Linked DNA regions of Mus musculus: region 2 is linked to region 1. Evidence: chromatin contacts called from public HiChIP or PLAC-seq data. All regions are on one chromosome and are shown on one strand. Each heading gives the region's core, a stretch centred on a gene start, on an enhancer-like site or on the middle of the called end of the contact. The rest is flanking DNA. Distances are from core to core; before and after follow the strand shown.

What was found. HiChIP or PLAC-seq counts read pairs in DNA pulled down with a chosen protein or histone mark.
Region 2: a contact with region 1 is called in a FOXA1 HiChIP or PLAC-seq map of pancreatic cancer cells. The contact joins two enhancer-like sites. A contact is called at or near these places in 1 of 115 datasets of contacts at active chromatin or transcription factors (pancreatic cancer cells) and 3 of 9 other capture datasets (adipose tissue, liver and pancreatic islet).

The regions. Positions count from the first base shown.
Region 1 is chr4:115,764,045-115,771,944 of GRCm38.p6, reverse strand. It overlaps Efcab14 (EF-hand calcium binding domain 14), which reads right to left. Exons shown (of 11, transcript NM_001368627.1): 9 at 7,262-7,373; 10 at 5,433-5,552. Among named protein-coding and RNA genes, the nearest start is that of Tex38, 13 kb to the left of the region's middle. Within about 2 kb of position 3,699, at least 43 of the 459 cell types and tissues checked have an H3K27ac peak or open chromatin away from gene starts, as enhancers often do. A contact at or near this core is called in pancreatic cancer cells, where this site is marked.
Region 2 is chr4:116,091,464-116,099,363 of GRCm38.p6, reverse strand. It overlaps Lrrc41 (leucine rich repeat containing 41), which reads right to left. Exons shown (of 10, transcript NM_153521.2): 5 at 6,232-6,492; 6 at 4,323-4,487; 7 at 4,133-4,231; 8 at 3,450-3,572; 9 at 3,146-3,221; 10 at 2,255-3,041. The coding sequence ends at 2,822. It overlaps Rad54l (RAD54 like (S. cerevisiae)), which reads left to right. Exons shown (of 18, transcript NM_009015.3): 14 at 1-26; 15 at 346-424; 16 at 700-879; 17 at 1,743-1,906; 18 at 1,993-2,409. The coding sequence ends at 2,203. Among named protein-coding and RNA genes, the nearest start is that of Gm52704, 7.0 kb to the right of the region's middle. Within about 2 kb of position 2,808, at least 21 of the 459 cell types and tissues checked have an H3K27ac peak or open chromatin away from gene starts, as enhancers often do. A contact at or near this core is called in pancreatic cancer cells, where this site is marked.

The DNA.
Region 1 (7,900 bases), core at 2,450-4,949:
TGTGAAGAGATCCCAGAATTCTAAATGTCACATAATCACAGAAACTATCTGTCGTTGTAAAAACTATGACTCTGCTAGAGCATGAGGCAAATCATAGTCAGCTGCTGTGGACAACCTGAAGCAGCCCCATATGGAATTAAAACAAAAACTTATTCTTATAATATTTCTCTGATTTTAAGAAACCAAAATTCTCACTGCAATCAACCAACTTTGAAAAGCACTGAAGTGTATCAAATATTACCCAGTATGGTGATCTTGCTACTATGTACCATTGTCTTTCTAGATCTAGAAATTAAGTAGTTGAAGAATCAGGAATTGGGAGGGAGATAAACACAGAAGGAAAGAGGAAGGTAAAATAAGTAAGGACGTGTGAAGAAGTCATAGGAATCATGATTAACTATTCACCTAAAAATTCCCCACCTGTAATATACTAAGTCTGTGTGTAAAAATACGTATATAGTTTAAATGAAATTTCCTCGTCTAGGCTGACAATGGTCCCTCCAAGAGAACACCTAAGATAACTTCAACATTAGGCATAAGAAATCCTCTTTTTGTTGGTCAGGTTTGTTCAAGAGACTCTTCCAAACTCCCCCAAACAGCTACCATTGCTATTGGTTGCCTCCCAGAGTGGAAGGTTAAGTTCTTATTGCTGAAGACACCATTCACTTCAGACACAGAGTCAGAGGCCCCGAGCTGGAACTGACCTGAATGCCTCTGTTCTAAGGACTAAGGTTTTTGGTACCAGAGGTGCCAATCAAGCTTCCAAAGGAGGTAAGCAACCAAGAGTGTCACACAGATATGGTGCTTATGAGACACAATGATGACCAGCATGGCATGATAACCCCAAGGGTGCAGTAGTGGCATGCATATGTTGGCAGTAACCATCAGCTCTCTCACTGAACTTTTTTTTTTTTTTTTCTTTTTCTGAGACAGGGTTTCTCTGTGTAGCCCTGGTTGTCCTCTGGGATTAAAGGCGTGTGCCACCACTGCCCGGCCCTCTCATTGGACTTAAGACCTGCTTAAATTAGGAGGGAAATTGTGTTTAGTACTGGAAACTTGGTCAACTACCCAGGCCTAGTGAAGTCATGGATCTTGGAGGAGAACCTACCAGAATAAATCCTAACAACATTTTAAATATTTGTCCTTATAACCATGGAAAAGTGCAACAGACAGAAACCATTACAGAAAACTACAACCAATCAAAATGCAGAGATGTGGAGACCAGTTCCAATGGGCACCTCTATAAAACAGCTCCTACACCTATGGCTCAGGGAACATTTCAGAAGGAAGAGCGGAAAGACTGTAAGAGCCAGAGGGTCAAGGAGTTTACCCTGCAATTTTGTCTCTTAAGAATGTCAGAAGCTAGCTGGGCATGGTGGCGTACACCTTTAATACCAGCACTAGGGAGGCAGAGGCAGGCGGATTTCTGAGTTCGAGGCCAGCCTGGTCTACAGAGTGAGTTCTTGGACAGCCAGGGCTACACAGAGAAACCCTGTCTCAAACAAACAAACAAACAAACAAACAAACAAACAAACAAACGAGAATGTCAGAAGCTACACTATAAAGTCTCACCTATACGACTATCTAAATATGAACTGAACAAGGACAACAATAGACACACCAAAGTGTACGGGCTAAGCCCCAGGAGACTTCAACCCTACACAAAAAACTACATATGGGTAACTATGAGATGCTGAAAGTAGGAAAAACTGTTTATCCAGGGAAGAGCACATCAATTAGTTATCTAATGACGAATGGTCAGCCCTGAAAACATACATTATACAGATTTATCAGGTTATAGTTAGGAATGTGTGTGTGTGTGTGTAAAAACAATTAATGAAAAAGAAACCACGGAGTTGAAAGAGAGAAAGGAGATGTATATGGGAGGGTTTGGAGGAAAGAAAGGGAAGGGAGAGTTGATATAATTATAATATAATCTCAAAATTGGAAGAAATAAAAAAAGTCAGGATTACAGACTACTTTATCATCACCAGGATGGCCATCATCAGGAGCAATGATGATGTGGGGGAAAGCGATGAGTCCTTACGGGGCTAATGAGAATGTCAACTGGAAGTCACATTCCGAACAACGGTTTGGCCGTTCAGGAACTGTATGACCTGGTAATTTAATTCCTAGGCACTAGGTCAAGAAAACAACCATGTTCATAAAAATCTATGCCCTCATGTTCACAGCAGCATTATTATTTGTAAAAAACTGGAAACAACCCAAATATGCATCAACTGATGAATGGATGAACAAAGTGTGAATATAGCATACAATAGACTATTACTCAGCCATAGAAAGGAAGTATTGTTTCATGCCACAAAATGAAAAGAGAACTATGATAAAAGAAGTATATAGAAGGCCACAGATTGTATGATTCCATTTCTACAAACGAAACATCCCAGATAAATAAGTTTATTGAGACAGTAGGAGTAACTGGAGTGCATCTTAAACTTCTCCCTTATCTATCTATCTATCTATCTATCTATCTATCTATCTATCTATCTATCTATCTATCTATGTACTTATTGTGTATGTGTACATGTGTACATAGTAAGATGCATGTGGAGATCAGAGAAGAACTTGTGGGCGTGGGCTTTCTTCTTCTACCACGTGGCTCCTGCTCAGGGTGTCAGGCTTGCTGGCAAGCATTGAGGCATCTGGCCAGCCTCAGACGAAGCTGTTAAAGGAGTATGAAGCTTCATTCTGGGGTGATAAAAATGCTATGGAATTAAGTCAAGGTGATGGCTATATAATCTTGAGAATATACTAAGGCCCATGCAATTACACAGTTTAAAAGGGTGACATGGAGTATGAATTATATCTCCATTAAAAAAGGACCATAGAAATCTCTGTATCTGTTTGTTTATTTTTTTGGTGGTTAATGCTACCAGTTAATCTGTATTAAAAAAAATAACAAAGATACTATTTAGAAAATGACATTAGAAAATTTCCAACAAAAGCCTTTAACAATTTAAAAAGGATTTGATCCAGGGGTGGTGGTGTATGCCTGTAATCCAGAGTTCAAGACCAGACTCAGATATACAGAGTAGTAAGGTCAACCTGGCTATATGAGGTTGTCTCAAAACAAACAAAAAACATACAAAAAAACCTCAACAAAACAAAACAAAACAAAAACTTTAAACAAACACCAATCAACCAACAAACTAAAAAAATCCAAAAGGGGTTTCAGAGAGATGGATCAGTGGTCAGGAGTTTGTACTCCTCCCCCTGCGGACCAGAGTTCAGTTCCTAGCGTCCGTGTCAGGTAGTTCACAACTGCCTGCAGCTCCAGCTCCAGCTCCAGAAGGATCTGATGTTTCTGGCCTTTGAGAGTGCACACACAATTAAGAATTATAGAAGAAATAAAAAATAAAAAGGACTTGACTGAGTTCTTAAGCTCACTGAAAAGATTATAATACTATAGAAAGAAGAAGGTCACTAGTGTGTGTTTCTTTAAAAGCTTTCCTGATTATTTTTCTTCATTTATTCAAGATCATGCTTTGACTCCACATGCCTCTTGCTGTTTGGTACTTGGGAAGATGTGCTGAAGGGAGGAAAAGCTATTTCTGTGCAAGATCTACTCCATTGAGGAAGTCTCATAAATTCCTGAAAGGCCCTCCTCACTCCTGTTGCTTCGCGGGCCTGGCAGTGCAGCTGGTGAGACCTCAGAAATGCCCTGAGCCAGAAAAGCAGCTGGGATACTTCTTCCCAACAGCAAATGGCTAGATGGGAATTCCTTTCAATAGAGAGTAAATACAATGACTCGCCTTCCCCTCCAGAAAACAAAGGAAAGCCACCCCAGACGGGGCGAAAAGTAATGGTAGTTAAGCATTAACTGCAAGATGAATAAGCAACACAGTCATTCAGTTTCACAGTCCTACCAGGCTCTGTGCTGCAGGCTAGGGAGTGAACAGGAGACTTCCATGAGACTTTCCTCACGGAAGCTAAACTGTTTCTTCCTAGGGAATTTCAACAGTGGCATATGCTAATTAGGAGCAAGTAAAACATGTCATAACGCACAGGAAGCACCTGCTCCAGACCTGGGAGAGCACGATGGCATCTGAACCTAAGTGAAGAACCAGTGCAAGGTATGTGGTCAGAACTGGACGACTTTCCAGACGGCAAGAGACAACCAGGAAGCCTCACCATCACAATGAAGAGTACAAGACACTACTGAGAACAAGGCAGACATTGTTCTATGACATATAGCCTTTGTATGAATACTTATTCTGCTCGCTGTCAGAATCCCAGAGGGCCTGTTGCAGGGAAACAGTCAACTTTGACTTGTTTTGCTAATCTAACAGAATTGTGTTTGCTTTTTCTGTCCTCTGCTTTAGACAACCTATCCTTATGGAAAGAAAGGGACATTTTTGGAGACATGATCTCACTATATAGAGCACAGGCTGGCCTCAATATCTTTATTGTTGTGCCTCAGTTGAGATTATAGGTATATGCACTGTGTCTGGCTGAGACTGTATCCTTATTTTTTTTTTTTATTTTATTTTTTTTTTTTTGAGACAGGGTTTCTCTGTGTACCCTTGGCTGTCCTGGAACTCACTTTGTAGACCAGGCTGGCTTCGAACTCAGAAATCCGCCTGCCTCTGCCTCCCAAAAAGCATATGCCACCACCGCCCGGCAAGATTGTATCTTATACTGTATTCCATCCTTTGACATGGGGTCTGGAGGGCACTTAGTGAATGACTGAAGACCTTAAACAACATTTAAGAGAAAGGTAGTATGGAAGCTTTAGAGTCAGCCTCAGCTTGAATTCTGTCTCAACCAATTAACTGCTGTTTAGATGTGGGCAGCTTTCTGTATCTGGCCCAACAATGTTAGCTATAAATTGTGTGTGTGTGTGTTTCTGTGCGTGTACCTGTGTATTTGCAGGTATGTGGAGGCCAGAGGGCAATCTCAGGTGTTACTCCTCAGGTACTGTCCACCTTTTAAAATAGATGATTATTATGTTTGTGTATGATGTGTGTGGGTGTGGGTGTACACATGTCATATGTTGAGCTCAGAGGACAACTTCATACTCAACTCTCTGCTTTTGTCTTTATGTTAGTTCTGGGGACTGACCTTAGATCATTAGGCTGTAAGTGCTATTAGGCACTGAGCTATCTCTCTGGTCTCTGTTCACCTTTTTGTTTTTGAGAAAATGTTTCTTACTAGTTTGGAACTCAACAAGTGGGTTAGGCTGGCTGGACACTGAGCCCCAAGAATCTACCCGTCTGCATATTCCCAGTGCTGGAACTGTAAGTGTGCCATCACACCTGGCTTTTTTCACACGGATTCTAGGAACTGAACTCAAGCCTTAACCACCTGAATCATCTCTCTAGTTCATTAGATATGCTTTCATTTTTAAACAAGAAAAACCATTAACAAGTTATAACAGTTACAACTTTGAACATTTCCATCATTAACATTACCTTTGATGCTAGAAATCCCAGGCAGGGAGAGAGGTTTTACTTGGGTCTCAATTTGGTTTCTAAGAAGCTGTGAAAATTCTGGCAATGCTGAAGGATCTGATGTGAAGTTCTGTACTTGCTCTGTAGCAAACACATATACCTTTATTACAATCAATTCCAACACCAAATTAAGTGAGTATCAAAGGTCACCTAGTACTAGAGCAGGTATATTTTAAGAAAAGTCGCTGAGAGTTACAGCAGCAATGTAACTATGAAGGTAAAGGTACAGACTGAAGGATGTGTGCAGATAAGCGAAGAGGGATCGGGACTACACTAAGGCCTGAAGCAGAATCTGGCACAGGGTGAGTAGCCCTAATCTGAAAATCTGAAATGCCCCAAATCAAAATCTTTCAGAAGATAAAACAGGTGGAAAACTCCTTGTATGACTTCATGTGATAGGTCATAGTCAAATAAAGGTGACCTAAAAATAACAAATAAAATTAACACCAGGCCATTTGTATAAGGACAATGTATATATGAACCATGAATGAATTTCTGTATTTAGATTCAAATACCAACTCAATGATAACTTGCAAATATTTCAAAAAACAAAACAAAACAAAAATCTAAAAACAAACAAAAACCAAATTGACCATACTTTAGGCTCTACCTGCCTTATTGTCATCTATGCTTAGATGCTGTACTGGTTGGTTTTGTGTCAACTTGACACAGCTGGAGTTATCACAAAGGAGCTTCAGTTGAGGAAATGCCTCCATGAGATCCAGCTATAAGACATTTTTTTTTTCAATTAGTGATCAAGGGGGGAGGGCCTAACCCATTGTGTGTGGTGCAATCCCTGGTATGGTGGGCCTGAGTTCTATAAGAAAGCAGGCTGAGCAAGCCAGGGGAAGCAAGTCAGTAAGCAGCTTTCTTCCATGGCTTCTGCATCCACTCCTGCCTCCAAGTTCCTACCCTGTGTGAGTTCCTGTCCTGACTTCCTTTGATGATGAATAGCAATGTGGAAGTGTAAGCTGAATAAACCCTTTCCTCCTCAGATTGCTTCTTGGTCATAATGTTTTATGCAGGAATAGAAACCCTGACTAAGACCGATGCTAAGACTTGAGTTGGATAAGTCTTTTGATTTCTTGGGAAATAGGCTATTAAGTCTGGTGTGAGGGCATGAGCCACTAGCCACCATACCATAAGAATGCTATATAGCAAGATGAAGCCAGTGTTACAAGACCTTCAACATAGTTCTGTTTCTCACAGGAGAGAAACTGAGGGAAGCTATTCTACAGCTCCAAAGCTGAAGAATGCTTGAGCTAGGGCGGTCAAAGCCAATACTGTCTAGTATCTTGTTACAGCCTCACAAGTCCTAAATCAGTAGATGTTAATTAATGCATCTAATAATATTGATTAGTGTGCCCTTACCTAAAGTCAAGTGGCCTGCAAATTGGAAGAATTCCATCATTACCTGTTAACGACTTTTTAGAGGACTAATATTTAAGAGTCCTTTTTAGAGGACTCACAGTAACAGAAACATAACATTTAGGACTAGTTTAATGTAAGCTATGACAGTAACATTTTTGCCTATAATTGGATGCAGGCAGCATGGAGAAGTCTATTTCCAGCTAAACATTACCCGTTCTCCCCTTAATAGACTAGAGTACAAATCAAGTACAAAATGGGCTTTTGCTAAATGAAAGCGAGGTGCATCAGCCTCAGCTCGGTGCGCTCAGGCATCACTCACTCGGTCCCATTAGTGCTGGCGGACACCGTTCCTACTCCCTGTGTGGGAGACAGGCTGCCCAAGCCTGCGTGAAATATTCAGAAGCCAGCTAGCTGCTTACCTTCATCTGTGGTCTCCGGAGGCCTGTTGCTTTCAGGTTTGTTTGTGAGAGCACTGATCAGCTGCAGTTTTTCTCGAAGCTCGGATACCTGAGAATTTGAATTATCTTCTTTCTGCCCCAAACAGAGATCAGATAAGGCTTAAGGTTGGGGTAACACCTCACTGGAGCTTCTGCTATACTCCCAAGACACATTCCGCACCTAAGATTGGCCTTTACATGTCCCTGCTAAGGTCAATGAAGGGATGGACAAATACTAGGACTGTCTTTGGGGCTCAGTGTTGATAAGTGCTCAGCTGGGTTTAAAGGGGGCTACAAGGATCTTACATTCTCTCTGATCTGTTTCATTGTGAACAGTCCATAGAGGAAGGTATGCATGTGTCAGCAGAAAAGACAATGTGCCCTTACTCAGGTGCTGTGTAGCACCTGCTTCCTAAATAATAGGGGACACTATTTTCTGGAGCTATTTTATACTAACTGAAAAAGTGCCTCAGATATCTCATCACTTTGTGACCATGTCATCTGAAGGAAAATTAAAAACAAACAAACCAAAAAACAAAACCATAACAAAACCCAGCAGAACTCAATCAAACCACAAGCATTCCCCTGATTCACCCAACGGAACACTATAATGATTTAACT
Region 2 (7,900 bases), core at 1,559-4,058, 330 kb before region 1:
TTTGAAAAGCTGTGCCGGGTTCGAAGGTAGGGAAGAACCTAACCAGGCTGGCTAGCAAAGGGATGTGTCTTCCTCACTGACACTCTAGGAAAATGATTAGATTTTTCTGATTATTGGATGTTTATCAAGGTGTGGCTATATGAGGACTTTCTCTTACCTCATGACTGTGATGGCAATAGCTCTGTCTTTACACAGATCAGAATTCCTGCCCTTCTCTGTCCTTCTCTTAGGGAAGCCTTGGACTATGCGTGAGCAGCCTCAAGCATGGTTAATCTAGTCTTCTTGGTAGCCATAGTTCCAATTAATTTATGCTTCTTGGGTCTTGATATTTGGATCTCCCTCAAGGTACTTGTATGTTCGCCTGGATGGCACGATGTCCATTAAGAAGCGAGCCAAGGTTGTGGAGCGCTTCAATAGCCCATCGGTAAGTACAGCAAGCGCAGGAAGGATGTGTTGACAGAGCAGCTGTGTGGTGGTTGTGTTTCATTGCTTTATTTTTGTTTTGTGTTCTGGTGGGTGTGATAAGATGAATCTGGCTTAGGAACTGACTTTGTGGGTTGGGAAATTGAATGATAGGCAGACCAACCTGTGGTCCTCAGTGTGAGTATAGAAAAGTGTTGGTGGAGCTAAGAAGGATCCCAGTTTAGTTTCCAAGTGTGTGCATCCTATGCTCTCCTTTCTTGTTTCTTTTCTTCCCAGAGCCCTGATTTTGTTTTCATGCTGAGCAGCAAAGCCGGGGGCTGTGGTCTTAACCTCATTGGTGCTAACCGACTGGTCATGTTTGATCCTGACTGGAATCCAGCCAATGATGAACAAGCTATGGCCCGAGTCTGGCGTGATGGTCAAAAGAAGATCTGCTATATCTACCGACTGCTATCTGTAAGTATGTGTATGAGTACACTGTAGCTGTATTCAGACACACACCAGAAGAGGGCATAAGATCCCATTACAGATGGTTGTGTGCCATCATGTGGTTGCTGGGCATTGAACTCGGGGTCTCTGGAAGAGCAGTCAGTGCTCTCAACCGCTGAGCCATCTCTCCAGCTGGTTTTCAAGGCTTTAGTAGAGATCATCTTACTCTTTCATCCTTTCTAGCTTTCTTATACTTACATGTTTACTTTAAAACCTTAATGTTTCTAGAATCTTCCACCTTGTCCAAGAACTCTTCCTGCCTCAGCCTTCTGAAGAACTGACCCTCTTTGTTGCTCTTGGCTTCTAGTCCACCTTTTTTTCTGGAGTCAGCTCAGAGAGAATCTGTTTTCAGTGCTTTCTGAACTCCTCAACTCTTCGATCATTCCTTTCATGAGACCCTGAGTATTACTTAACAGGTTTTTGCAATGGTACAAATCTATTTATATAGTTAGTCTGCATATTGAATGAAGTGCTCTGTGACCTCTGTGATAGCGATCATACTTCATTCTTTCTTGTATCCTATTACTAGTATATGACCTGACATAAAATTGTCGGATGATACTGAATGAGAGTTGGGCTTGGTGTGGAGGGCACTTTGATACAGATAACCTGTTTACACTCAACCCATTTAGCCAGGCTGACACTCTCCACTGATGCTGAAAATGGTCGGGACAGACAAAGCAGCACAATTCTTGGCTCCAAAACTAGGAAAATGGATCTCTGCTAAGGCAGATAATTGCTCTTTCTCAAGATGTTTGCAGCCCCTAGGTTTTCCTGCTCCCTCAGCATCTACAGGAATGGTTGAGTTCTACATTTCATCCCATTTCTAGGCAGGAACAATTGAGGAGAAGATCTTTCAGCGGCAGAGCCACAAGAAGGCTCTGAGCAGCTGTGTGGTGGACGAGGAGCAGGATGTGGAGCGCCACTTTTCTCTTGGTGAGCTTAAAGAGCTGTTTACTCTGGATGAAGCAAGCCTCAGTGACACACATGACAGGTATGTGGAGTTCCTTGTCATTATCTCTTTGCTACCTGACCAGCACAGAAATCCGTAGTGACCACAACTCTGTCCTCTGACCCCAGATTGCATTGCCGCCGTTGTGTAAACAACCGTCAGGTCTGGCCACCCCCTGATGGTTCTGACTGCACTTCAGACCTGGCTCAGTGGAACCACAGCACAGATAAACGAGGGCTCCAGGATGAGGTACTCCAGGCTGCCTGGGATGCTTCATCTACAGCCATCACCTTCGTCTTCCACCAGCGTTCTCATGAGGAGCAGCGCGGTCTTCACTGATAATCAGCTGGTCTGGATGTAGTTGTTTGGGAAAGGATACAGGGAAAGGGGGTTCTCTGCCTCATGAGGCTCTGCTCAGTTTTATTCTCTGGGAGAAAATCATCAAGAAGGGCTGCATGATGTTTGCCCAAAATTTATTTTATAAGAAAAACTTTTTTGGTTTAAAAAAAAAAAAGAAAAAGAAAGGAATAAAGGCATGAAAGGGACTGAGGCCTGGGAACACATTGGTAAGCCCAGGAGGGAAGAGGCCTGGTGTTAGGCATTCCTATACTTCTCTAAAGCCTGGGTGCCTGCTTGAGGAATGAAGCAGGAAACCCCAGAGCAGGGGTAGGGGGTGTTTTCCTCAGTGACGATAGAGACCCGTAACCTCCTGGCCTGGGGTTCCCAGAGTACTGAGTAAGTGGCCCAAAGCCTCTGAACTCAGCGGTGGGAATGCCTTTGCTGGGCCTCATCAAGGCCTCCAGGACCTCAGTGCAAGGGAAGATGAAAAGGAAACAGAAATAGACAAAGTGGCAGAAAGAGGATGACAGAATCAGTGGTTGGGGATTCTGGGCAGCCCACGGCTCAGTCCCTGCAAGCTGATGGTACTGAGGATGGGCCTGTGAGGTATGGGCCCCATCACATGGTGCTGACATAATCTGCAAAGGCCTGGGTTGAGTCCCATGAGTCGCTAACCACGTGGCAGGTAGCCCGGAGTCGCCGGATTGCTTCTCTTGCTGTGACTGCATCCTGGTCCAGCCAGTTCTGGAAGAGGCGTAGGTGACCAAAGGCTCCTCGGCCCCAGCGCTCCAGTCGTTTGGCAAACTCCAAAAGCCCATCTGGCTTGATGCAGTTGGAACTGGTAGGGATGCCATGAATTAGATATCCAGGAAGCAACTAGGCTTTTGTCTACATTGATATCCTTTTCTTCCCCCATCCCTTGTCTCCTAACCCCTAGCATACCTGATGTCCAGCTGACAGAGAGAAGAGGAAGAATCCTCTGAGAAAACATCTGCTAGGGCTAATAGGCCAGCGTTCCCTGGCGAGGGAGAGAGGAACACTCATTAACTCTACTCACAAACAAGGAAACAAGGGTATCCTATCCCAGCTCCAACCTGGGAGAACCCTAGTCCTAGCAGTTCTGAATACCCAGTACTCAAATACCTATATTACAACCTGGTCAGTACCTTTACCCCAAAAGTTTCTAGTTCCTAGTTCCTTCTTTCCCTCCCTTCTCCCTTCCTCCTCTCCAGGGTATGGTCCCTACCCAGGCGGTTCCCTGGTAGTCGAAGGCCCTTCAGTGTAGAGTTGCCCTTCATAGCAGCAACCATCTCAGGAAGAAATTGGACTGGGCGCTTCTCAAACAGACGGCAGAAGGAGAAGGTAATCTCTGTCAAGAGAAAGTAGAATATTCAGATGACTGAAGCAGGGGTGGTGCTGTCCTCCTGTCCTAGGTTGGCCTAGCAAGGTACTGTGAACATTTATACAGATCTGAAAAGGATAATCTATATAGATCCGAGCAATATTGGAACTCAATTCAAATAGGACATTGAGCCTGTTTGAGGAACATCTCTGAGGATAAATTTTTTATCCACTTCCCGCTCTCTATATATAGTCACTGATGCTTTTGCAGGGGGGGAGACTAGTCACAGTGAGTGTCTGACTAGTCACACCCACACACAGTAGCATGTTTATTTCTCCCCACTATCTTTTTTTTTTTTTAAATTGAAACCACCAAGGTGCTACCACCATTTCTGACAGCCCCTTAAAACAAAACAAAACTGGGTGATGTACTAAAACTTGGGATATTAGAAGGAAGGTCATGTAGGTTCCATATCCTTTATAGTCAAGGAAGATAGAGACCTGGGAAAACAGTGGTTTGCAGACTGAGATCATGACAAAGCTACAGTAAGGACACAGGAATGCGCAGGCTCTGGGTTAGGAACTTACCTTGAAGGGTCAGATTCTTTAGCAAAAAAAGCACTTCACTCTGACAGTCTGCAAGATTCATATCATGGAAGCTCAGCCTCTTCAGGGATAGGTTGTGTTCTGGATAGGAGACACACACCATGGGTGGTGGGGCTTAATTTTCCCAGGGAACAATGTTAGGTCCCTACCTACCCACTTTCACCATTCCTACCTTTGAGTGTTTGCAACACAAGCCCAAAATCTTGAGGCGAGGCAAAGGTGGCACTGTCCAGTGACAGCTGCTGTAGAGAACCTGAGGCCTTGAGGACAGAGCAGAGCAGTGGGGCTGGCTGGGCTCCTCGTGGAAATCCCATTTCCAACTGCTCGAGGCAGTTTTCTGTATGAGAGGAAGAGGACATTCCACTTAGTTTTCTCTACTTCACTTAAAAATACATATGTTTTAGGTGTGGGAACACACACCCTTTAGTTCCAGAACTCAGGAGGCAGAGGCAGGTGATCTGTTTGAGTTCAAGGCTGGCCTGGTCTACAAAGTAAATTCCAAGAAAGCCAGGGTTACACAGAGAAACCCTGTCTCCAAAAAAATAAAAAACAAACCATGTATTTGATGTGTGGGCATGTGTTGTATGGGCATGTGATGTGTGGGCATGTGATGTGTGGGCATGTGTTGTATGGGCATGTGATGTGTGGGCATGTGTGTACCACAGTGACCATGTGGGGTTCAGAGAACAACTTGCAAGAGTCAGTTCTACAATGTGCATTCTGAGGGTACTTCAGGTCTGGTGATAAGTGCCTTTTCTTGCTAAGTTATCTTACTGGCCTCTACTTCTACATGTAGTAGGTTCACTAGGAAAATGGTTTATTATCTTATCCTGCTCCTGCTATGTGTCAAACATTATATGTAAATCCTAGAAATGGACCACTAAACATAAAATCTTGTCTTTGCATTCAGAGATAAGACAAAGCAAATAAAGAATATGCAGGGCTTGGGTGGACTCCTCAGGGGTTGTTTGCTGTGTAAATGTGACGCCCTGAGTTCGGATTCCTAGAACTTATCTAAATGGTAGGCCTGTCGTGGCCTATACCTGAAATCCCAGCACTGGAAAGGTAGAGTAAGGCAGGTCTTGGATTCACTGGTGAGCCAGTCTAGCCAACATGGTGAGTTCCCAGGTTCAGAAAGAGACACATTTTCAAAAACATTAGAGAGGGCTGGAGCCCGGGCAGTGGTGACACACGCCTTTAATCCTAGCACTTGGGAGGCAGAGGCAGGTGGATTTTTGAGTTCGAGGTCAGCCTGGTCTACAGAGTGAGTTCCAGGACAGCCAGGGCTACACAGAGAAACCCTGTCTTGAAGGGGAAAAAAAAAGGCTGGAGAGATGGCTCAGTGGTTAAGAGCACTGACTGCTCTTCAATTCCCAGCATTGGTGGCTCACAACCATCTGTAATGGGATCCAATACCCTCTTCTGGATTGTCTGAAGACAGCAACAGTGTACCCACATACATGAAATAAATAAATGTTTAAAAAAGAAAAGATAGAGGGCTAGAAATATAGCTCAAAGGTAGGATGTTTGCCTAGCATGTGTGAAGTCCCAAGTTCAATTCCCAGAATTAGAAACAAAAACTTTTTATTCAGGAGGTAAAAGTGCTTGCTGTACAAATCTAGGTTTAGTCTCTGCACAGACCTGAAACCCAAAAGTTGTTCCCTGATTTCTACAGTAGGATTTAAGAATAGGACTAGAGAAAGACACCTAGTGTCAACTTGTAGCCTCCTCATACATACAGACACACGCACACACATGCAGACAGATAGCAAATGCACAGTACTACAAGAGGAGACATAAAAGGAAATAGAAACGTAATGAAGGACCGCTGAATCTAGATGAAGAATTATCAGTTTACATCCCCTTTCTGGAGACAGCTGTCCTGGTCATGCTCACAGCAGTCTCAGGATCTTTTTAATTTAAGGTTATTTTAAAGAATGGCATCTTATAAAAGGGGAAACAAAATTGTCAGCAGGGTTGAGAGGAAATGGATCCGCAGATGATGTTCCCTTCATCTACCCACCCAAATGCCACTGTACATATAATTAGAGGTATGTGTATGTGCATACACACTACTTTACCTGGTATTTCTTCATCCCCAACTATGTGTCCAGGGGGCCCAGCATTCTCTGGTACAGCAGGGTTGTCCCTCTGGCTTGGGTGGTCAACACGAATAGACAGGACCCGCAACAGGGGCAAGGCTCGCACAATGGCACGGGTCAATTCCAGGATGGGCAGTGGTGAGAAAAGGTCACTGAGATGCAGGGCACGGAGGCGACATCCAGCCTGGCCTGACAGGGCCCGTAGGCTGTCCAGGAGGCGGAAGATATTAGAGCCCAGACCTATGGCCAAAGAGATTAGGTTACAGATGTGGGAAATTTAAGCAGAATATTCAGTGCAAACTCCATAAATATTTCTATTGGTTACTACCAAGTCTTGAGCTTTTAATAAGATTCCATGTTTTTACTTTTTTTTTTTTTGAGACAGGGTTTCTCTGAGCAGCCCTGACTGTCCCGGAACTCACTCTGTAGACCAGGCTGTCCTGGAACTCAGAAATCCGCCTGCCTCTGCCTCCCAAGTGCTGGGATTAAAGACGTGCGCCACCACTGCCCGGCCCATGTTTTTACTTTTAAGACAACGCTTCAGACCTTAACACTTCCTCCCCTTGCTTCTCCAGGGCTATATGCACCACCATGCCTGGCTATAGGTCATATTTTTAAGAAATTCGTAATTATTCATCCATTCTTACCTTTTTCTCAGTTAACTAGCAAATTGCTTTCTGCTAAGAGACTCTAAGAGACATCAGGAGAATCCCAAAAACACGGGATATGGTTGAGGCAGTAGTAGTAGACCCAGAGAGCTGCACAGGTATCTAGATATATAGAGTCTACGTAGCTTGCTAAAGATTCATGGCCTTGAAGGGTGAGAAAATTTTGGATAATCAGGTCCTATCCAGGAGTAAGCAAGTTATGTGTGGGACAGTAGACTGGGTGTCTGGACATAGCTCTACAGTCAGGTACTGGGTCCAACACTGTGGAAAGTCTTGAAAGCTAAGCTGTAAAAAGTTGATCTCATAGGTCATGGTGTGTACTTGTAAACAGAAGTAATGGTGTTCTAACCCAGGGAACTATAGGTGGGAATGGCAGAAAATTATAGACTGGATATACATTAGGTCAGTGGTAGAGTACATGCCTACTATGCATGCGTTGTTGGGTTTGATATAACAGAAAACAAACAAACAGAACCAAAGCATTTTCCACAGAATGAATACAAAGAATTTTCAAAGGTATGGTAGCATGCGTAATAATAATCTTAAGTAACCCTGAAAACCTCTTTGTATTGTATGCTGCTATTGATGTATTCATTGAGGTAAACTTTAACCAACACTTTTTCCCTCTCCTAGATACAAGGAGCACATAGTGTTCTTGTCCACATAGCCTGATAAGACAATCTAGGAACCGAGGAAGCAGGAGTACAATGGATGTGTAAAGGATGCATACTGAACAGCGGGGTTTCTCAGTAAGACATCCCAATTCAGCTTTAAATACTAGAAAGGAGATAACTACAAGGGAGAAGAAAGTGTTGGCAGGAAAAAAACTTGACATTTTAGAGGCCTGAAGTGTGAGCAACAGGGTCTAAGCTGGAATACAGGGTATGTAAAGCGTGAGGGGCAAGCAGGAGTGCCACGAGGAAAACAATCTGATAAGATCTGGAGGTATGGTGGTGGTGCGTGCCTGTAATGCCATGTGG